Regions from separate parts of the Mus musculus genome. Here region 2 is linked to region 1. Evidence: chromatin contacts called from public Hi-C data. All regions are on one chromosome and are shown on one strand. The core of a region is the stretch at or near the end of the contact, and the rest is flanking DNA. Distances in the headings are between cores, read along the strand shown.

Region 1 (5,473 bases), core at 1,045-3,544:
TGTTATAAGATATATTAGAGACTCACTACAAGAAATAAGTGAAAGAACATTCATAGAGTGACCCAAAAAATTCCCGTCTCTTAAAAAGATGAGCAGGAGTAAATGCTTGCTGTTCTCTAGTTTATCTCTATTCACAAATTGTAATTTTTTTGTGTGTATAATACATTACTGCAATCCATAAGCTGTGGTAACAGTTTCTTAAAATTCTCCACGATGACTAGTAAAACTAAGTCAGTGACTTGTCACATCCCTAAAATTACTTGTGTAGAGTGCTAATGGAGAACTACTTAGGTTGAGTTGGATTTTTCAAATGTCTTCAGTCAGTTGCTTTGATTGTTGACTGGGGTGAGAAAATCATGGCAGAATCCAGGCAGCACCACTTCATGGGTTGGGGCCTGAACTCTCTAAGAATGAAGAATGTTACCTGAGTATGCGCAGTCTAGCAACCAAGCAAGATACCCTTGCTTTTTGTTTGTTGCTGACTGTTGATGTGATATGACCGGCTGCTTGAGTTCTTGCCTTGATGCTCCTAAAATGCTGGGCCATAACATGGAATTATAATGTCCTCAGTTGCTGCTTGTCAGATATTTCTTCATAGTCACAGAAATGAAACCAGGACAGGACAGCTCATTGCATTACTCCCAAGCTCAGCGAAGGGTCCTGACTGTCACAGGGGAAGGGTTTTGATTTGTCTATTTACTCTCAAATCCAGCAGCGTTCCTTTGAGTCAGACCACTCTTTAAGTTTGAACTTTTAAGGCATTTGGTACTGTGAAGGAACAGCTCCATGAAGGATCAAAGAATGGAACATTCAAGGTCAATTCCAGCATTTTAAAGGAAGGGTGTCACAGTCCTGGGCAGAATAGGAAGCAGCTAGACCTAGGGAGGAAGCAAGGTAAGAGAATAGAAAGCCCTTGACTTGAAAGAAGCAAAGCAGACCAACAAGAATCAAACATTGTGTCTCTGCAGTTTGGCTAGAGCTCTGACAGAGAGATCTGCAAGGACGAATTGAAGGAAGTAAGACACAGATGAGTGGAAGGATTTTCTCCTAATCTCCAGTGGCTTCACATTATCTCTAGACGTTTGTTCAAAAGAAATCTTGTGAAACCTTCCCACAGAAGCCTTGGGGAACTCAGACCTGAACATGCCTCTGCACGTCATAGCTAGTTGCAGAATAAATGTCAAGAATTCTGAAGGGAAGTGATTTTGTTTCCTGGATCATGCTTCTTTACATCAAATGCAAATCAGAGTGAACGGTCGTCCATCAATGTCTTCTCACAGCAGTGTTTGACAGGTGGTCGACTATAGTCTTAACAGTAGAGCTGCAAAGGCGAAGCACCTGCCTCAGGTTAGGGATTCTCTGATTTCAATGCATTGACAGTAAGATCCCCTTTCTGATTTGGATCTGTAGTCTTTTTCTCAATGTTATCTGTTTGGAGTAGATCACGCTCTTCCCCCACTCTTCCTAGAAGCTCAGTGGATATCTTGTCTTTCTCTTTTCCCTTGAAAGGCTTTTCTTTAGTTACTCAGATCTCTGTGGACTGGGCGAGAACAGGGCTGAGCGAGTGGTAAAATGAAATTGCCATCTTTTTCGGTCAGCCGGCACAATGAGCATTTGAGCTCCTTGAAGTATTTTTGTGCAGTTTTCCCGAGGAGCATTTACTCGCTCCCACTGAACTGATAATGATGAAGCCTCGGTGTCTGTTGCCTTCAATCATTTTCTTATTCTGCCAGCTCAATGATTTTCTTCAACTCCACTCCTGCCAGCTGGTCTGGCTGGGGTGGAAGGGAGAAAAAACAAAAAAACAAAAAAACACCACCACAAAACAGAAAAGAAAACAAACAAACAAAAATCTCCTTTTGGTGAGGGCTATTGGAAACTTCACTTTTAGTTTTTTCTTAACATGCAATTGGAAGACTGTCTCAGAAAAAATATTATATTCATGTTCGTAGCAAAAAAAAAAAAGAAAAGAAAAGAAGACATAGGAAAAAAATGACAGAAAGAGATGAGAGAAGTGGAGGTGTCAGAACAGCGACAGAGGCCCTTTAAAGAAAGCATTTCTTCCTTGCTGCCCTAGTGAGCTCGGAGCTAATTTTTTTGTCTCTTTGAGATTCTTTACCCAGAGGCTTAAACTCAACCCTGAACAGAAAGCTTCTGAAATCTAGATCCTTCCTGGCTACAAAACAACGCAGCTTACATGATCACATTTCAGAAGTGAACCCCTGTCTTCTACAGAGTAAGACCAATGACTCAGTGTATACGTCATGCCAGAAGAAAGAATGATCACATCGGTCAAGATCCAGTGTCTGAAGAGGTCCTTTCAATAAGGGTTGGTCCACTGCATGTCATGGCAAGGCTAAAGGCCAAAGCGTGTCCTGATCTCTAAGTACAAGCCTTTCCCCCAATCTCTGTATCCCTGTAATTAAGCAGGAGAGTTAATTTATGTAAATCATGTATTACTGTAATTGGGCGCAAGTGCACATCTTATTTAGAAGTGAAATATAATGTTATTATGTGGATACTGGTGCATTAGAGTCTCAACTCTCTGGGGGGACGTCAGCAACATCGCTGGCTGTTTATAAGACTCACTCTTTGGACTGGGAGTTTGGTCTGGATTCATATGAAAGACTCCTATTCTCAAGGTCTAAGCCCCTGGAGGAGCACTAAGCTGGACTGTGCAATTGAAGGGCTGTACCAAAGGAAGGATGCTTCCCACAGTGAAGAAAAGAGCTTGGCACTGCCCTGGGAAGGATAAAGCCACCTGGCTCCAGGAGGGCTAAAGGAATACAACCAGGGGCTTTCCTTTCCATTTCTCTCTTAACCTCCACTTGTAGAAGACTCATTTTTCTCTTTCTAGTCATCCTTTCAAACCCAAACAGTACTTTCCAATGGCTGGCTCTGCTTGGCAGTCCTAACCCATATATCCCCAGGCAGACTGCAGATGGATTTGTCTTCTGGAAGCAAGGAGTAGTCTGTTTCCTTTTTTAGCTTGTCTTTTCTAATGCGACTCAGGATTGCTTTATGATCCTAGGATTTTGTTTTCCAAGTGCAGGCAGATTAGATACCATCCAGCAGTCTGCGTTTGTGATTGCTACCACTCCTGCACAGTCCCGGGAGGGAAGCTGGCCTCGGGTGCAGGGCCCTCACAGTTCCTCTATTCTCTATCTAGGCAGCTGATCTAGGGCTTTGGGACAAGGTTGCTTTGCAGAATATAAAGCATCTAATCTACATATCTCAAGGTCGAGATTTGTGAGGAAAAAAATATGCAGAAGATCGACTGTTTACTTTAAATACACTCTGTCCTCATCAGAAGCCCGGACATTTATTTTAGGAAGTTGTGTTGTGGCCTCATTCTTGCCCAGCTTGCCAAGACAGGTCTTCTGTCTGCAGCCTCAGGGTGCAGTGGCTTAGCCATTCCAGCCTCTGGGTGCCCCTTGTGCTCCTTGCATTCTGGCTGCCATTCCACACTTCAGAAACCCTGCTAAAACACTTCAGGTTCCTTTCTTCTGGAAAGAGAATATGAATAAACAGACTCTTAGGTCTCTTTTATAATGGTCCCTTCCCTGCTCACCAGCTGTTTGATAGGCTCATCTCTCAGCCTCCCATCACCCTTACTGCTCCACCCAGATCTTATCTGTCCTTTATGTTATCATTCCCTCCAGGATCTGCCATTGGCCTGGAGGATATGAATAAGTGAGATAGCTTCTAAGATCATGCTTTAGTTAGTAAGGAGGGAAGTGTGTTCCCTGTTGGCCAAAGTATTTTATCTTAATCTTTGTTCCTATAAACAGACTTCTTAAAATAACTTGAGGCATAACATTATAGTAGTAGAATAAAACATCTTTATTAGACCAGTTTGTTCAGTGGAGTTCAGTGTCTTTCTCTATTAGACAACTTCAATTGGTCAAGGAGTATCAGGCATTTGTATATTCCTTTATTTAAGTCATATATTTTTGTATATATGTTCATGTATGTGCATGTGTTCTTGTATGTGTGCACACACATGTGTGCCTGTGTGGGTGAGGCCCGAGGTCATTCCTGGGTGCTTTGGTACGGTACCTCAGGTACTAGTCACCTTTTTTTTTCTTATTTTGGAGACAGGGTTTCTCAGTGACCTGAAACTCACCAAGCAGGATAGGCTGGGTAATCAATCCATGGATCTGTCCATCTCTATATCTCCAGCTCTGGAATTACAAGTACTTGCCACCATATCTGGGTCTTGTTTTATGTGTTCTCTAGGCATTGAACTCAGGTCTTAAAGCCTGTGCAGCAAGCACTTTACTGGCTGGATTATTTTCCCAAGCCTTCTCTATTTTCATTTAATTTAGTTTTATATTATGTTCATCTTTGAATATATGTCCATAGAAATGATATCCACAAATGCAATGATGTTTTCTCTTGGTCTTGGCATGGATTATCTTTTGTTTAGGTTTACCTAAATATTCTAATCTTAAACATTAATCAAACAATGTCTTAGTATATTTATTAATAATCTAATATTCAGGGATGACAATATGGGACATTGCTCTGTGCTTTGAAAAAGCTGGACTCATATGAAAGACCCCTATTCTCAAGGTCTAAGCCCCCGGAGGAGCACTAAGCTGGACTGTGCAATGAAGGGCTGTACCAAAGGAAGGATGCTTCCTGCAGTGAAGAAAAGAGAGGTGGTTAGCATTCTGAGAATGAGAGGAAGTCCAGCAAGAGGAGACATCCACAGGGAGGAATCACATGGAGCCATCTCAAAATACAACCCAAAGAGTAGATTTGATTGTGGGAGTTTTGAGAGCTACTTTCTCAGGGTGGTTACTATGCCCAAGCTTCCTATAGAGCCAGGGCTTTAATGGATCAAGAAGGAGGTGTGTTCATCTAGCACACAGGGCTGGCCCTATTCCTGGTTCCTTCCTCCCACAACAACTGATCTTGCTTTGAAGAACTCACCTGAGTTTTTGCCCTGCTTATATTAGAAAAGTAAAAGCAAAAACTAAATTTTTTCACTTCTTACCTGATGGAAGACGAATGATGACAACTAACTGAAAAGTTGAAAGTATACAGGATACTCAAATTAGACCATTTATCCTTTGTGGGGCTCAACCAAGGTTGGATCCCTGGAGCACGTGAACCAATAAAGCAGATTTCAGCCATAGTGAGAGTGGCAGCACATCTTATACACGGTCCTGATGCTGACTTCAGAGGGGCCATGGACAGTCTGATTTATGTGCAGGTTATAAAACTAATCCTATTACTTCATATAACCCTTCATCCTTCTTCTATCTTTTATGGGTGCTTCCTGTGGATGCTCATATAGAGATATCAATTAATTCAATGAAGAAGCTTTCATTATTGATGTCCAGATGATTAATTATGTAAGTGAAATGTCTGCTGCAATTGAGGAAGAGTGGTCAATACAGGTACAGCCTGACTTGGCAAAGGGAAACAGCATCTGAGGCCAAATATTAGCAGAGTCTAATGTGAC
Region 2 (5,473 bases), core at 2,225-4,724, 96 kb before region 1:
CACTCTACTAGTATCTTCTGTGTACAAGGGGAAACAGGGACTTCCAATATCAAATGTGTCAATGATTAACATGGTTGGCAAGTGACCAAGTAGGATGTGAGCCAGTGTCTGTGTGAAAATTTGTCTTCCCACTCACTATCCTGGACTCCACTGTAATAAGAATTATTGTTTCAGCCATTAGCATAATTGGTACCCTATGAAAACCCCTACTTTAAGAAAGAAATGAGACAAAACATTGAAGACGACTGCAGCTACATTTTGTTTTTCAAATGACCATCTTGTGTCTTCAGAGTTGGAATTCTAATTCCCTTTAGCTAGCAGAGGACCTCCTCTGGGTAGGGAAAGGTCTAGCCATGTGCTTGAAGTTCTCTGCTTTCCAAACTGCCCTTTGCACCTGTCGGAGGTGCTTTTGAACGGGCCTAGAACAGCTTGAACTCTCTGCTTGGGCTTCCCATAGTTCCCCTTTTGGGGTTGAGCACCCCTGTTTCATCACTATGGGGGAAATTCTTACCATCTCTGGTGGGATGTCACACCTGTCAATTCAATTCAACAAAACAGATGACTTCGTCAGGCCCCCATCAACAACACATGCCTTTAAGTTTCCCAATAGTCAGATTCACAATTCTCTTGAATATATAGTCGTTTATCTCCCCATTCCCTCTTCTCGCACCTGTAGAACATTCGTATCAAAACAGAAACTAAACCTTAAAATCCTTATTTTCCTTTACTAGGCAAACATTTTCCTTTTCTCCTTAATGAATAAGATGAGATATAGTTCCCCTGATTCATACTGAAGGGAGGGAAGTTTCCTTTGACAGGCCTGTAAATGTTCTGTTTTGTTTTGAAATCACTATTTAATTTGGAAATGTCTCCAGAGCTAAGGCTTGTAGGATCTCTTAGTCTAATAAAGGCAGGATCTCAGATCCTGATGTGGCTGACCACAGCTTTTTCCAGTTCAGCTGCTTCCTGAAAAGCGATTGCATCTGCATTAAAAGCCTAAAAGTTGGTCAAGTAACATATAAAGGCAGGACTATTAGAATTACACCAGACTTCTCATGTATAAAAGCCAGAAGATCCTGGACAGATGTTATGCAAACCCCAAGAGAACACAAATGCCAGCCCAGGCTACTATACCCAACCAAACTCAATTAACATAGATGGAGAAACCAAAGTATTCCATGATAATACCAAATTCAGTTTCCACATGAATGTTGGCTTTCTATTGTTTATGTTGTTATTGAAGATCAGCCTTAGTCTGTGGTGGTCAGATAGGATGCATGGGATAATTTCATTATTTTTGTATCTGTGGAGGCCTGTTTTGTGACCAATTATATGGTCAATTTTGGAGGAGGTACCATGTGGGGCTGAGAAGAAGGTATATCCTTTTGTTTTAGGATAAAATGTTCTGTAGATATCAATTAAGTCCATTTGTTTCATAACTTCAAAAAAAAAAAAAAAAGCCTAAAAGTTTCCCAACTGCAGAAAGCCTGTGAGATACAGGAGCATCACTTGTTTGGACCTCCTAGCTCTCAAGTACAATTTGGGGAGGACACAAAGGCAGCAAGATTAATCTTTCCTTTTATGGCGATAGGCAGGCCAGAGCCCTAACTTGGCAGAGTAGATTCATTAGGAAAAAGAAGGCTCCTACGGTTTAAATTCCAGTTTCTAAATGTCTCTTGGGAGATGAAGGCTCTCCCTGTATGCTTTCACAATCTGTTGGTTATAACCTCTTCCCTCCATGGCTTTGAAAGTCTCTCCTATTCACAGGATCATAAGGAGACAGCCCTGAGGCAGAATGGCAGGGCTTCCTGGGGCCTGGGTTGGCTCAATGCCATCTACGGAAGGGCTTCCAGCATTAGGCAGGGCAGCCCTTAGATTTACAGATGCCCACCACTTGGCTGAATAACAGTTCCACGCAATCTTCCTGTCCCCAGATAGCCTTTGCTACATAAATTGCATCATTGATGCATTAAAAAAAATTAAGTGTCCTTTTCACGGTAAGGCAACTATTTGAAGGGGAAGATATTCAAAGTTGGTCTTTGTGGCAGCCACTGATAACGTTTCTTTTATTTCACTTTGTAGTTGCAGCTTGAGCAATGAGGGGACATAATTAACATGTCTGTAAGGAGCTATACTTTGCTTCCCACATTTATTGGCATCATTTTCTAGAGACAAACTAGAGATTGCTTTGACAAAAGATGACTTCAAGAACAAGACTAGTTCAACTTTCCATTCTGGTAATTTCCCAAACACCAGGGGCCCTTGGAAAAAGGATGGTTTAAAGGTTGTGTGTGTCTTGGTCAGAGCAAAAGAAAACAAATCCTTCACACAGTTACCTCACTTCCACTAAGAGTTAATAAACAGCCACTGGATTAATTTGCCCTGTCCAGCTAACAGCTGCAATCGCAGCCGCAAGTTCCTAATGAAAAGAGACAAATGAATTTGACTAGAGTGGGTGCCCGCACCTGCTCAGTTTCTCACCCTTAACCAAGTGCATCTAGGTGTTCACTGACAAATGTCCCCAGCTTGCCAGGCACACAGGCATTGCCTGAAGGATGGGGGAGATTCCAATCCTTATGGCCACATTTCACAGTTGCCTGCAGCAGGCAGCTAGAAGACAAAGCTTTGTGTGTGAGAGAGAAGCTTGACTGGCAGGGCAGATGGGAAGATGGCCTTGAAAGCTCGGAGGACTGAGCTCAAGTAGGTGGAGGGGTATGCTGGGGACACTGACCTGGAAGATGAGCACTTTGAAGTGGTTGCGTCGGAGGAGTTGGGCGTGGTTGTTCTCCAGTCTCTTCACCTGGACACACTGCCTCTCGAGGCGCTCCCGGACAGCCCGCGTGTGAGCGCTGACCTTGCGAGACTTCTCTAGCAGCTTGCTCACTGTGTTGCTGGTGGAGGCCTGGTACTTGGAGAGCTTGGTGAGGTCGTTCTGGATGCCCTTCACCGAGCCCTCCAGGTTGATCTGACGCTGTTCCATGTTGTGCTGGTTCTCCCTCACGGCGTCCAGCATGTTGACCAATTTATCCAGGAGTGTGTGCACGGTGACAGCATTCACCTGCGAGTTGTCTCGGATGGCCTCCTCTGTGGACCCCAGGTTCAGGCTGGGGCTCGGTGTGGAGGAAGGCATTGGGCTGGGGCTGGATGGCTTCTCCTGGAGCATGTCTGTGTTTGGATGCTGGAACTTTTCTGCCTGTGCAGCGTCCTCTCCCATGGCTGGGCAGCTAGAAACTTACTTCCCCGCTGGAAACTTCTTGCTCAAGCTAGAAGCACAGGAGGCTGGTTGGTCTGAAGTGAGCACTGCTCTCTAGGGCTAGCAGAGGTTTTGAATAACTGGCTAAGCTGATCAGGGGAACTGCATTCCAGTTGCTCTTAAAGGACCTGCTCCACCCAGTGGAAGGCAAAGGTTACAGGACCCACTCAGGGTTCAGTGACAAGCACACACTTCCTAGCCACACTCCGCACAAGCCCGAGTTCTTTTCTGCAGTGGCTTTTCTTTCCTACACCCCTTCCCTTAAAAAAAAAAAAAGTTCAATGCCATATTTCAATCATGAGTTCATTTAGAGGCGGAGAGAAACATGTTAACTTGGCAGAGCTCCCCAGCCTCTGATTGGCTAAATCTAGTAAACTTTTCTCTGGCTGCTATGTTACAGAGCGCCTGTTTTTTTTCCTGGATACAAGTTATTGTAACAGAAAGGAATTGTTTGCTCTTGCCCCAGAGCTGACTGATAGGTTGCAGAACACCGAGTGCCCTTTAGGGGAGGCGCCGAGTTGAAAGGGTCTGTGACGCCAGGGCCAGGTTCGTGCTATTAGTTTCTCATTTGCAAAGCACAGGAGATTATTCTGAAACTGACAAGGAACTCAGCTTGGTGTCCTGTCCTCTTGCAAGATGGCATGCAATCCAACTTGAAAGAGCTTAGACTCAGGGATGTCAAAGCAAGTGGTGTTGCATACTGTGAACTGTTCTGTAAGAGATGGAAATCTCTTAAATGAATGCTTTCTTAGAAGATGGAAGGCAGAGACCCTCTCCTCAAGTAGTCCCTTTGGAGAAAAAAAAGTGCTGGTTTGTTTCCAGTAATTCTGAATTCATGCAGAGCATTTCTCAGTCCCCATCTTTGCGAGGCATTTATTGACACAGGTCCAGAAGTGTGACTGCAAGCCAGGTTGAGTTGGAGTGGTTCTAACGCTTGACATTTCCAGGTTCTTGCTCAGTGAAGTGGCACACCTGTTCTCACATGTGGCCCTCCTTAGCCGGGCCCTTGGGATGTGGGACTCACTTCCTAAAATGACTTTACATGCTTGAATTGGTCTTAAATGTATCCAGATTGTGAAAGTGCTTTTGGCTGAAGGTTTGTGACAGGCATGCCATGAAGGATTTCAAGAACAAATGTCAGCTAGTACTGGGTCAGGAACTGATCGTGGGACATTGCCTTAACGGCAATACCTCTGTGTATGCCGAAGAAACAGTAGATCTTATGGTGGTATATTCATTGGTTGCCTTACACTTAGTCATATGTAACATTCACAGAGCATGTGCCAGGTCCCTCACTGAGTACCTGCTCATTAGGAAGATGCATTAAAGACATTATAGAGGCTCCCAGTTTCCTCAGATAATTGGTAGATAACACTTAAAGTGAGACCTTTAGGAACCAAGATTACAAAATGCCAAAAGAAGATTTGATTGCTTGTACCTTTTAAGAATTTTTTTAAAAAGTTTCTCAAACAAACAACTTATATTTTGTGTATTTTAGTTGGACACTGATGTGTTAAATATTAAAAGCAAAAACCATGAATCTGGTGTTGATTTTCAGAAGCTTAATTTTCTAACAAAATTATACGATATAATGATAGCACATCTTTTTTACATTTGACGTTTGTGGGCAAATCAGAGAGTGTCATTATTTCAAAAATATCGGAGGACTTTATCAGCTTTTCAAGGGCCTCTCCTCCATGGCGACATCCCAGTCATTGCCGATGAAGCTCTTATCCTGCTGTCACTCACAGAGATTTCTCCTCCCAAATGTTAACTATTACAGCTGCAGATTCTCATCTGTTATAGGAGCTGCCCATGGCTCAAGGGCTCCTCTGACATTACCTTCATCAATTTTTATGATTCCACATTGGAAAATTTGCAATTTCATATCATAATCACTTGACTCTGATTTTGTATTGATTCACATGAATCTTGCATTGCTTTGTTGGATACTGTACAATCAGATAGATCAGTTAGAAGGATGGTGGTGAGATACCAAAGCACAGAGGTTCCTTCTTAAATAAGAAGGTTCTTATGTGAATTATTTGTTTGGTTGAGTCTGGTTTCTCTCTGTAGCCCAGGTTGCTGTAAAACTCAAAGCAGTGCTCTTGACTTAGGCTTCTTAGACAGCATTATAGGTGTGAGCCATCATGCCTGTCTCTGAACTTATTTGTGTTTTAAGTTAATCTTGAGTAACACAAATGGTATTTCAACCAATGG

Evidence for each region. Hi-C and Micro-C count contacts between places; a contact is called where the count stands out from the background.
Region 2: a Hi-C map of uterus shows a contact between it and region 1, with 2.9 times the contacts expected there. The contact joins the promoter of Cavin2 here to the enhancer-like site in region 1. A contact is called at or near these places in 5 of 39 promoter capture datasets (cranial neural crest and embryonic stem cells), 4 of 484 Hi-C or Micro-C datasets (the HL-1 cell line and uterus) and 1 of 9 other capture datasets (adipose tissue).

What each region holds. Positions count from the first base shown.
Region 1 is chr1:51,189,617-51,195,089 of GRCm38.p6, reverse strand. No RefSeq gene overlaps it. Among named protein-coding and RNA genes, the nearest start is that of Cavin2, 97 kb to the left of the region's middle. Within about 2 kb of position 2,294, at least 30 of the 459 cell types and tissues checked have an H3K27ac peak or open chromatin away from gene starts, as enhancers often do. A contact at or near this core is called in uterus, where this site is marked.
Region 2 is chr1:51,287,127-51,292,599 of GRCm38.p6, reverse strand. Cavin2 (caveolae associated 2) reads right to left here and starts at 3,474. Exons shown (of 2, transcript NM_138741.1): 1 at 2,732-3,474. The coding sequence starts at 3,214. The region is part of intron 2 of 9330175M20Rik (RIKEN cDNA 9330175M20 gene); the gene reads left to right.